2 separate regions of the Gossypium hirsutum genome follow, and region 2 is linked to region 1. Evidence: chromatin contacts called from public Hi-C data. All regions are on one chromosome and are shown on one strand. The core of a region is the stretch at or near the end of the contact, and the rest is flanking DNA. Distances in the headings are between cores, read along the strand shown. Region 1 holds the start of LOC107886933 (pentatricopeptide repeat-containing protein At1g05670, mitochondrial). Region 2 holds the start of LOC107886645 (protein PTST homolog 2, chloroplastic).

Region 1 (3,105 bases), core at 565-3,064:
ACTATGCCCATTCATCTATGGTTTTTTCATAGTTTGTTATAAGAATATTAGTTGGATCTAAATATATTCTTCCTTGAGCAACATTTCTTTTATTTAGATCATCTATCCTATGTGGGACAGGTTGGGTAGACGATTCTTCTAAATTTTCATATTTTATTTCGTTAGTAGCAATATTTTCGGTTTGATTACCAAAAATTCTTGTTATATTTTCAACTTGTTCATTTTTTTTATTAAAGGATCTTAAATAATCATCTTTTAAAGATCCATATCTAATTTTATTTTTCCATTAGGATCTTGATTTGTTTGATTAGTATCCATTGGTTCTGATATTTCTATATTTTCTTTTTCATTTGTTGAAGTATTTTCTTCATCAGATTTATAACTTGTAACATTTATGTCTTCTAAGTCTATAGAATTATTAGAATTATTAGAACTACTACTACTATTTGTAGTATGATAGTTTAACATATAATGATAATTGAATAATACAAATAGGTATTTATGTTTTTTTATAAAGTTGTTCTATTAGTTTTAGATATTCTATTCTTTCATTTTTATCAGATGTCTTAAAAAAATTTATTCTTCCAATGTTATATAAGTTGTTTATAGGATTAGAAATCATATTGTTGTTGATAAGTATAATTTCTTTTCTGCTTTTCAGATTTTTTTATGATTTTTATTTTTGGAAGATGATTTTTCAAAGGAAGTGTCTTCTTCTTCTGACAAAACTAATATTATGTTACTAGGGAAAGATTGTATGAAACACTGATGCCACGTCATCTGTATCACTTTTCCAATAGTTTTATCCTACATTATCATTTTCATCCTAAATTTTAATATTTTGATCCTGAAAAAAAAGTCAAATCTAAATTAAAATCTTAAAATTCAGGATGAAATTACTAATATGGCATAAAACTATTGGAGATGACCTCATATTATCTCAGCCACCATTTCAACCTTTTAGGTTAAAAGAATCCTAGTAGACATGGAGAGTTTGGTAGACATTTTAACAGCCAAGGCCTTTCACAAGATGGGTCTCAGGGACAGAACATTAATGAAAGCTAGCCCAGTATATGGTTTTGCCAAACAGCCAATCACGGTCAAGAAATCTATCACCCTCTCAATGGTATTGGGCGATGAACATACGGTCATAAAGATGATTGACCTTTTAGTGGTAAACCATCTGACTGCATATAATGCAATCTTCTGGTAGGCCAATAACATGAATGGCCAAGATGGTTGTGGCCATTTTCTATATGATGGTAAAATTCCCAAAACCCTCAAGGGAAGGGTACTTGAAATGTAACTAGCTAAAGGCTTGAGCCATATCATTTTCCTGAGGCTTACAAAAGAAATGATAGCTCTTTCTCCTCTTCTTCTTGCATCCTAGAACCAAGTTCGACAAAACTCATCGGTTGGGGTGAACTTGATTGACAAAAGGGCATATATACTTGGAAGGTTTGGAAGTTAGGTCTAAAGCCAAACTTCCAAAGTTGAGGCTGCAAAAGTCACAAAATCTATCTTTATACTTGATTGGGGATCAATTATTAATAAAATGAGTTTATATTTAATGTTAAAGAGAGAATAACTTAACAAATATGAAATATTAGAATAAGTAGATAAATTTATTTAGAAAGTTTATTTATTTTATTAATTTTATTAGTACTCGCATTCTTTTATTTAGAGAATATGAATTACTACATATATTTATACATTTTCCAATTCCCAACTGAATTTGATTTGATGGCCTATAACAAATAAAAAGCCCAATAGAAGCCGAGAAAATCATGTAGAAGCCCAACCCATACGATGAAGCACTGTCCCAACTGGCAGCTCACCTACTGCAATTTGGTCTCTCTTTTACTTCTGTAGCTGAACAGTCGAAGCAAAATCTTCGTACCTCTTTTGGAACTAGGAAACCAACTGAAGCACCTTCCTACTGGTTTTCTTCGAATTCAAGGTATCAGTCGCATTCACGTTTTCCTGTTAATGGGTTTTCTTTATTTTATTTTCTTTTATTTTCTATGCCATCGACTTTTTTCTTTCTTTCTTTGAGGTGCTCTTTAAAATCTGCCGCAATGTGTTGTTCCAGCCGTTTCTTGGGTTTCTCTATGGATTCAATTGAGATTATAGAATTATAGTAAATTTTTTTTTTGTGTGGATTGCGTATGGTAAAGAATCTAAAGTTTACTCTCCTTATGTTTGATGAATTGCCTATGAGAGAACTATTCATATCGGTATAGAAAAAGGGTACATTTGTTGTTAAGCTGTTGAAATTAGCTGCTTTCATTAGTACATGGTTTGAAATTCTTTTCCTTCACAAACAGTAGGAACTGATGATATATTTATTTAGCTTTGACATTTTAGAGGTGATTGAATAGGCTCTTTATAAGTTTCCAGTAGTAGAACTGAATATAGAATTTCAGCAGTTGACTAATATAAGTGTTTTCTCCATCATCAGGAAAAGGCCACTGAACAAGATGCTGTTGAAATTTTGATGTATGAGAGTTTATGTTTTGCATACGGCTTGCTTGAGGTGTTGATCTTTGTGACTTCTGTCACCATATGGAATAACATCATTAGCTAAATAATTCTTTCGTTCCCTATAGCAGTTTTTACTCGGAGGAATATGTTTTGCTGAAAGGAGAAAACAAGGTACTTCAAATTTCACTGCTTGAATAGCATTTGATTTATATATTCTTTTTTCATTAATTTCAAATTCATTAGAAATGTTTATTGATTGCACAAGTCAGAGAGGTGAACCAACATTTTTGTTAAAATGATTACCTTCATTGTTTAACTATTGACTTCACCTCCATAATGACATGTGGTTTATGTACGAAGTTTAGCTCAAATGAGAAGAGAGTGATAAATTTGTGAATATCAATTTAATGTGTTGCTTAATGATGATATTAGTGGGCATTTCATATCACTTAGCATTTAGTAATGATTGAGTGTTGCTGAAAATGTGATTTCACTGATTTGCTACTATGCTAACGTCTATTTATTATTATCCTAATATATGCAGCTTTTACCATGATAATTTGCATTCTCCTTATGATGGTGTGATGAGAAAGTTCCTTCATTCTGTTTCTTCTTCATGGA
Region 2 (3,041 bases), core at 458-2,957, 210 kb after region 1:
CAATATTGAGAATCCAATAATGAACAATTGTGTTATAGTGATCCCATTGGGAATAAAGAGAAACATCAAAATCATCTCTACCACAATCTCCATCGACAAACCCTAATTGGTTCTTCGCCAACAACACGATTTGCATTGAATGACTCTAAAGGCTATAATTCTTAAGACCAAGTAGCTGGTGAGAAACAAGTAGACTTCCTGGCGTATCAGATGGATACAATTAAAGAGGATGTGTGAAATTGAAGACTGTAGAATCCATGGCTGAGAGACAATAACGCCACTATTGAGAATACAGAAAGAAAGAAAATGAAACAAATTAGAGGAAAGCCCAAAAGCAAAACAGAACAGCCCAATAACAAGGTCCAATAAAAAGCAACCAGGCCCTATATGAATGACCAACCTGCAAGGAAAAAATAAGCGAGATTGAAGAAATCAACCATGGAGACTAAGAGAAAAATCGAAACCTGGGACTAATAGCATGTCAAAGATACAATACTTGCAATGTAAAGAATACATCAAAATCTTCATTCATCATTGAATTAAATTACAATGTGTCTATTTATACTACTTTGCTAGCTACCTAACTATGCAACTAATCCATTACTAATTCTTAATTACTCAACAACTAACTAAACTAATTTCTACATATGACTCTATTGGCATGCCAATTGTATTAAAATATTTATTGTATTAAATTAATTTATTAATAAAATTTATTCAACTCATGAGTATAAAACTTATATGATACTTATCTGTAAAAATAAAATTATATAACTAAATAAATATTCTGGTTAAAATAGTTATTATTAAATAAAAAATACACACAATGTATGATGACATAGTAAGAGATAGAGGTGTGCATGGTCGGGCCGGGTTGGGTTCGGACCGGGCCCAACTAAAAATTTAAGCCCGTTTGCTAGGCCCAGCCCAAAAAAATGGGCCTAAAATTTTGCCCAAGCCCGGCCAGAATAAAAATGTTAAAACCCGAGCCCGACCCGACCCGCCCATATTAATTTTTATATTATTTTTATATAATTTTAAAATATATATAAACCATCAAAAATACTAGAAATATCAAAATAAATATTTCTCAACAAATTGAAAATAAATTTTAAAAAATATGTATACTTAAATAACACTAAAATAAATGCAATTTAACAAGCAAATGCTTCTAAAATAATAACAAAATTAGCAAATGTCTTTAAAATAATAAAAAAATTAACAATAAAATAAGTTTTATATAATACCCAAACAATAACAACAAAATAATAGCAACCTAATAGTAAAATAGTAGCAAAATAGGGAGAAAATAATAAGAAAATAATATTAAAAAATCAATTTTTTTTCATTTAGTGAATTCAAGCCGGGCCCGAGCCAAAAATGTCTTACCCAAGGCCCGGCCCGTTTTTTAAACAGGTTTTATTTTTTTCTCTAAACTCATTTTTTGAGCTTATATTTTTGCCTAAACCCTCTTACATTTCAAGTGGACCTTCAAGCCGGGTTAGGTGGCCCGGCCATGCACACCTCTAGTAAGAGATTAGCAATGTGGGAAAAGGGCTAACAATATATTTGATCCACTTGAAAAGAAGAAAATGTTTCATCCCAAAAATTTCGAAAAAAGTGGAGGAATTAATTAAAAGAAAATGGAGTTGAAGTAGTAAAAAGTATTGATTATTAGTGAAAATTTGCCCGCCCAAAATATATCTAAAACGGTGCTCCACCACCTCCGCATTAAATGAAGGTTACGCTTTTCGGTAGTATTGTTCGTTACTTGCCTAAGCCCCTCTCTCTCTCCCCTTTACCCTTTCCCTTTTATTGATTTCTTCCTATCATTTCTTTCCCCCTCTTCCCTCTCTACACGCCTAAGATACCTGAAGATGGAATCTTTTTAATTAGTTTTCTTTTTTACCGTCAGCAAGTGTTTGGAGAAATGCCAGAATCATGGCCACCTTCACCTCCTCCACCTATACTTCTGTCTCGCCTCATTCGTTTTTAACGCACTTCCGTGCTCGGGTTTTCCCATCCTGTTTCTGCGGGATTAACCCAGGGAACAAAGGGAATTCGGTGTCTCTGAAGCTGAATCTTGTTCGCGGGTTGGTGTTTGGGGAAGATAAGAAAAGGGTTTCTTGGTGGTCTTGTTGTTGCAAGAAAGGGTGGGACAACGACGGGGATTTAGCATTGGAGGCAGATATATTGGAGTTCATGAAAAATAGTGACAAACCTGAGGCTTTTCCAAGCAAGAAAGAGCTGGCTGATGCTGGGAGGATGGATCTGGTTGAGGGGATTAAGAGACAAGGAGGGTGGCTTGCTATGGGCTGGGACTTGGATGATGATGATGAAGAACATGGATTTCAAGAAAAAGGGTTCCCAGAAGCTGGTGTTAAGGATTGGGACCTTTTGGAGAAGGAGAAGAAATGGGATAACCAGACTTTTCAAGAAAGGGCTCAAAGTAAAGTTGAAATTAGTGGGACTTCTTATTTGGCTGTTAATTCTTCTAGCTCAACCTCCTCGTCTGGTAGATCACTGTGAGATCTTTAATTCTTGGGATTTTATTTGCTTAGTCTATTTTTATTTTCTTGTGTGGAAAAGTTAGTTATTGCACTTGTTATTCGAATGCCTTGTTGAAATTTATTCTTTGTAGTTTACCATTCCCGTGTTTAGAACGAATTGTTACAAATGTTTAATCTTTCATTGCTGTGTAAAAGGTAATTTGCTTGGACTTGTTATTGCTTGTGAGATATTATTTGAAATTGACTGCGTTATGATGTTAAAAGAATCAATCTTGTGCTTATATTTTTGTGATGTTTGGGATATATAAACACAATTGCTAAGATAAATGTGTTGCCTTGAATGAGCTTATACTTTTTCCTGCAAACCAATTATCTCCTTTTAAAATTAGAGGAATGGGGAGAATGCTGGAGTCTTGGGAGTTCTGTGTCCTTGGTAGGTTTTTGACAAAAGTTTTGGTTTGTTCAGAGAAGTAGCAGCTAAGGATGATTGTGGCGTTGAGGGTATTCTGAGTCGCTTAGAGAGAGAAAGGA

Evidence for each region. A called contact is a pair of places that touch in the nucleus more often than the background predicts.
Region 2: a contact with region 1 is called in a Hi-C map of leaf, with 1.8 times the contacts expected there. The contact joins the promoter of LOC107886645 here to the promoter of LOC107886933 in region 1. A contact is called at or near these places in 3 of 34 Hi-C or Micro-C datasets (all in leaf).

What each region holds. Positions count from the first base shown.
Region 1 is chrA03:101,750,369-101,753,473 of Gossypium_hirsutum_v2.1, forward strand. LOC107886933 (pentatricopeptide repeat-containing protein At1g05670, mitochondrial) reads left to right here and starts at 1,815. Exons shown (of 4, transcript XM_041100098.1): 1 at 1,815-1,960; 2 at 2,462-2,499; 3 at 2,613-2,655; 4 at 3,029-3,105.
Region 2 is chrA03:101,960,421-101,963,461 of Gossypium_hirsutum_v2.1, forward strand. It overlaps LOC107886645 (protein PTST homolog 2, chloroplastic), which reads left to right and starts at 1,708. Exons shown (of 8, transcript XM_016810680.2): 1 at 1,708-2,525; 2 at 2,977-3,041. The coding sequence starts at 1,942.